Linked DNA regions of Gossypium arboreum: region 2 is linked to region 1. The links are chromatin contacts, called in public Hi-C maps. All regions are on one chromosome and are shown on one strand. The core of a region is the stretch at or near the end of the contact, and the rest is flanking DNA. Distances in the headings are between cores, read along the strand shown.

Region 1 (3,021 bases), core at 268-2,767:
CACTAATCCAACCCGAACTATTACCATGCATACTTTGATGTTTCTGAAAACCTAAGGCCACTAGTCATCTGTTTCAGTAGCATGCTTCAAAGTTTACCCACATTATACTTACACAGGATTGAATTCAAATTGTTAAGCCAAGTTTCAGTATTGAGTACTAAATTGATCAATAAAAATTTGAAGTAGTATCTAAACAGCCAAATATCTACCAATCACAGAATTATTTCTTTCCTAGGAGCAGCACACAATCTTGCATCAATCAACTCATAATCTAACCCATTTTCTGACTGTCCCACTTACTAAGAAGTTTACCATACCATAACATAACCGATTCATATTAGAAATAAACCACCACCAAATAAAGCTAGGAATCTGAACCCCCATCATATAAATGGTATACCCGTGGCACATCAATGCTGTCATTCATCCATGAGTTATGATTTGTGCCATAAACTCATGAAACATTGTCTATCTCCATCTTAACAAAGTGATAATACCCAGATTCCAATTTCAATTCAAATCTCAAAACTGTTAATCAATTGCCATGCACTAAAATCCCAAAACCAGAAGAAAAGTACATAAATTATTAAAATCAAAACGATTACCAGAAACACACAAAGAAGGCACAACTTTTTGTGCATGCACCATCACTAACTTCACCATCTTCACTTCCACACTATCTTATTTCTAACAAAATACCCAGATATTATTCCAAGAATTATTTGGAACCAAAAGAAAGCAAAAACCTTACAAAAAAAAAAAAGTCACAATTTCTCATACCCATTAACCTAAACAATAATTACTCAATATCCCATGATCCCAAATAGATCCAAAGCACCAAAATAAACCCTAGTTCTAAAAAGACCTACAAATTACCGATTGGATCCAGAAACAATAATAGTTTACCTTCTTGAACTTCTTCTCCAGCGGTTCTTTCACCAAAAACCTGAGAGAATTTCCAATCCAACGGTTGTGGCGGTCCTGCCAGAGCTGCGACCACCTCATCGCCTCCGTGCATTTCTCTCTCTTTCTTTTTTTGGGTTTGCCTTTCTGCCTGTAATTTCACTGTCTAATAATCAATCACGAAAATTGAAAACCAAACGGCCTAGATTCAACCACACTCCCAAAATCAAATTGAAGATCGCATCTTGAGTTAGCTATTTTTGTTCTCTCTTCCTTGTTAAACTCGAAAGGGGTAAAATTTGAAATATTTGTTTCGATTTCTATAATTCAACCATTGACAATAACCCAAAGAAAAACAAACAACAGACACCCAAATTTTCTCCCTCTTCCTGAGAAGAAATATATATTCCTATCTTTTTCTCTTTGCGAAGGAGAATTTTGGATTTTTAGGAATTTTTTTTTTTTCTTAAAAGGATTGAAATGACTGAGCAGGGAAAATAGAATTCTCTCTCAATAATGCAAGCTTCTTTTTCTCTATTTAATATTTTTTGTGTATATGCTAGCGTTACATACTGTCATGTTTTCCACTTTGACTGTGGGTTTTGATTGAGTGATTCAGTAAAGAGGCGCCGTTTGATCGAGGGAGGACGGGTATTAGTACAAGTGAAATTTTAGGAGTCCAGTGAGTGAGACTTGTGAATTGTTTATTCTCTAATTATACGGTTTCATCGAGCTAAGTTGATTCTTTTAAAGGTTTAAATTTGTCAAAAGTCCTATATTCTTTCACAATTTAAAATTTAATCCTTGAGATATTTTTTTTGATATTTTCATTGATTTAAAATTCTTGCTCCTTCCATCCAATTTTGCTGTTGAAAAACTTTTATAGTACTTAAAACATTTTATATTCGTTTATCGATTTGGCCCTTAATTTTAAAAATACATAAAACATTCTAAAAAAATTAAGAAATATCTTTTACATATTTTCAATTAAAAATTATATTTTATAAAATTATGAAATATTAAAAATATTTAAAATTAAAAAAATCATTTAATTTAGTTATAATATATATAATTTGAAGTAAATGGCAATATCATTGATTAAAGAAAGCACAAGAGAGTAGCCAGCGAAAAATGGACAATAAAACTAACCCAGACCACCAGGCCCTCCCCTTACACCCATACGCCCATCCTAATATCCATCATTTGTAAAATGTGGAACTGAATCTCAAATATGCAGATGAGCAGAAAATAAAACTACTCTAGTCAACTCGTGAACCCAATTAAAAATCACATAACTAAATTGATTCTTAAGGCTAATACAATCCCCACAAATACACTAAATAAATTTCCATAATAAAATTATTACCTTTGAATTTTGTCAAATGAGGTTTCTCTTCCAATAGCCACCCATTTGATTGCTAAAAGATTAAATAAAAAGAAGAGTTAAGGCATATATGGTTATATACTACATAATTCTCTTTGCAAACTACATTAACCTATAACCCATGGAATGATGTTATGGTCTTTTACATTTGGAGAAGCAAAAACCAATGGTAATTACTAGTTTCTGTCTACCTCATAAATTATATGACATTTACATAACAATAGAAGAATATTATGCTAATCAACAACCATAAAGGGATTGGTAGTAACAACAAACCATTAACATCCTTAAAATTTAGTAACCAGTGACATGAATACCAACAGGTGGCCTGAATTGAAAGGCATAACTTTTTATTTTAAAATTTTTATTTTGAATGAGTTTCTAATTATTCAGTAATTTTAATATTATAGAAAAATATATTTATTGAAAATATAAAACAAATATTTATCATTCATTTGTTTTACAATATTATGTATTTTTAAATAATAGGGTTAAATTGATAAAAAAAAAACTATAAGCTATAAAAGTTATCTTTGCCTTATTTTTCATGATTGTCATGCCTACAACTAAAGGCAAAGTTAGATGGAAGTTCGTAAAAGCATCAAAATTTTTAAATAAAATATATAGAAAGGATTTAATATCTCAAAATTAAACTACATATATTAAAATTTAAATGTTAAATGAGTATAGAAATTTTTATATTTTTCAAAATAAAATATTTATTTTCTAATACT
Region 2 (2,700 bases), core at 92-2,591, 630 kb after region 1:
AGACATTCATATATTAACTTTATGTTGAAGAAATTAATAGCATGCAATATGTTTTAGCTTTTCATTTTACTTGCATGGTTACATTTTTTATTTGGTGTGTTTTAGATTATGAAATTTCATGTTTTAAATTTGTTTTGATATACCAAGTTTGTTTGCATAACTTTCGGAATTATGTTTGATATGTTTAGTAATGACTAGACACATGATTGCATGATTTGAATGTCATTTTTTGCATTTTTTGAGTTCTTGCCATGAGACAAGAACATGTCTCGAGACAAGAAGAGTAAAATTGTATGTGCATGTCTTGAGACATGGATACAATATCTCAAGACATAAAACATTAAAGTCGAAATCCTAGAACAATGGTGGCATGTCTCGAGACATGGCATTGTATTTTGATATTTTAGCCTAGTAATTGTAACGTGGCCGCATATTGATACATAAACTGTCAACGCATTGATTAACGTGTTTTAAATTCGTAGTTGTATTTATATGTTGTTTGTATGTTCATTTTAAGTCACTGCTGCGATGTATATGGCACTCTATATCCAATTGTCTTTGAGAATGAATGTAAGGTGTTACAAATTACTTGTTTTTCTTGTTATTTTATAACAGGTAAATCTCTCTTTTCTTTGATGTTGTTTGTGAGATAAAAAGAAATTGAGATTTAGTTATTGTGAGATAACAAGAAAAATTAAGAAACCACCATTTCTCTCTCTTTAAAAATTACAGATATTTTATAATTTTAAAAACAATATTTAAAATAAACTTGAATAAATGGATCTTTAAATTCAAATAAACTTGGATATTAATTTGTCAAAAGTTGATTTTAGATTCATAACTTTTAATAATTTAAAAAATTTAAAATTCTTTTTAATTTTTTCATTACGATAGTTGATTCAATAACGATTAACACCATATCAACAAAAATTTAAGTATTTAACGACCAACTATTAAATTTTTATGAATTGAATTTGATTGAGAATCATTCTTTGATTTTCTATATCTTAATTGTGAACATGAACTGTAATTAAACAGCCTTTGTGTTCGAAAAAAAAAAAGAATGCTAACATAATAATTAGGATAAAAAAAGTGTAGAAAGAAAGAATGCCAGATTTTATGCACAGCGAAGCAAAACAGAGCTTTACATTTCTCACATTTCACTAATAATTTCCAAAGAAGAAAAAGGACACAAATGCCTTGGCAGTACTAAAGCACCGCCCATTGTGAAAAGTGAGGCCCGAAGCGTGGGGTCAAAAGGCCTTCAAAAAAGGGTCCCACTCTGCCCCCCCATGCCCATGTCTTCTATATTTATAATATGCAGCTGCCCAACACTTTCGTCATTTGCTAAAATCGAAGCTCTGTCATCGCATCTTCAAATCTAAAGAAAAGAAAAGAAAGGAAACCCACTATAATGTGTGTGCCTTTAGCCTTATTTTGCTCTTCACTCATTGCAATGTGTTAAGTCTCTCATGTAAGAGAGAAAAAAAAAAAAAAAAAGAAAGATCCTTAATTGGACAAAATCCAATACTTTAAACCAGCTAGGAGCTAGCTGTTTTGTTTATGTTGTCCCTCTTTTCTCTTCTTTTTCTTTTCTTTCCGTCTCTTTCATCTTCAATCATTCTAGATTGGAGGGAATAAAATAAAGTGTAACTAAGGCCCAAAAAAAAGGGCATTGCTTTGTGTAAGCAAAAGGGTCAGTTGTTCAATTTTTTTGGCCATGGATTCAAACTCCAAGTTTCCTGTAATGTGGAATTATTGGTTGGTTGTTCTGTTAGCTTCCTGGGTTTGTTCAGTTTCTTCTACTGTTTCCTATGACAGTAAAGCTATCACCATTAATGGCCAAAGAAGGATCCTCATTTCTGGATCCATTCACTACCCAAGAAGCTCACCTGAGGTGAACCTTTTACTCCCTTTTTTTTTTTGCTACAAAATCTACTTCTTTGGTCTCTTTTATTGCCTCAAAACTCCCAAGTTTTAGCATTTTGATGCATTTCTTCATCTGGGTGTATCTAAGGCTCTAAAGTTTCTTCTCTCTGTATGCATTGTTGCATACACGTATTTCATTTTGTTAATGTAGTATGTTGTAAGTGTTTGATTCTTAAGAAGATGCTTTTGAACTTAGTTCTTTTTTTTTTCTAAACAGATGTGGCCAGATCTCATACAGAAAGCTAAAGAAGGAGGGCTGGATGTGATCCAGACATATGTTTTTTGGAATGGCCATGAGCCTGCTCCTGGCAAAGTAACGAAAAAGCAACATTAAAAAAACAAAAGAAGAAGCTTTTCCCTTGGTTTATAGAGCTAATGGCATAAAATTTTCTGAAAATTACTTCTTTTTTTTGTTACTTCAGTATTATTTCGAAGGCAACTACGATTTGGTCAAATTTATTAAGCTGGTGAAGCAAGCAGGCCTCTATGTTCACCTGAGGATTGGTCCTTATGTCTGTGCTGAGTGGAACTTTGGGTAATGCTAAAATGGTTTTATTTTCCAAAAATCTGAAGGAATTCGCAATGAAGTGTAGCTCAAGCAATGGTTTTTATTTTATTTTTCAGAGGTTTTCCTGTGTGGCTCAAGTACATTCCCGGTATCAATTTCAGAACAAACAATGGGCCTTTCAAGGTTAGCCAATTTCCACTACTCCATCTAATGTTTTTCGTTTTATTCATTTAATTTTCTTTTCTAGTTTAATCTTTTGAGAT

What was found. Hi-C and Micro-C count contacts between places; a contact is called where the count stands out from the background.
Region 2: a Hi-C map of leaf shows a contact between it and region 1, with 2.7 times the contacts expected there. The contact joins the promoter of LOC108467226 here to the promoter of LOC108467089 in region 1. A contact is called at or near these places in 2 of 5 Hi-C or Micro-C datasets (both in leaf).

What each region holds. Positions count from the first base shown.
Region 1 is chr2:28,995,761-28,998,781 of ASM2569848v2, forward strand. It overlaps LOC108467089 (serine/threonine protein phosphatase 2A 55 kDa regulatory subunit B beta isoform-like), which reads right to left and starts at 1,518. Exons shown (of 14, transcript XM_017767591.2): 1 at 907-1,518. The coding sequence starts at 1,018.
Region 2 is chr2:29,624,190-29,626,889 of ASM2569848v2, forward strand. LOC108467226 (beta-galactosidase 1-like) reads left to right here and starts at 1,342. Exons shown (of 19, transcript XM_017767812.2): 1 at 1,342-1,897; 2 at 2,147-2,242; 3 at 2,352-2,464; 4 at 2,554-2,620. The coding sequence starts at 1,721.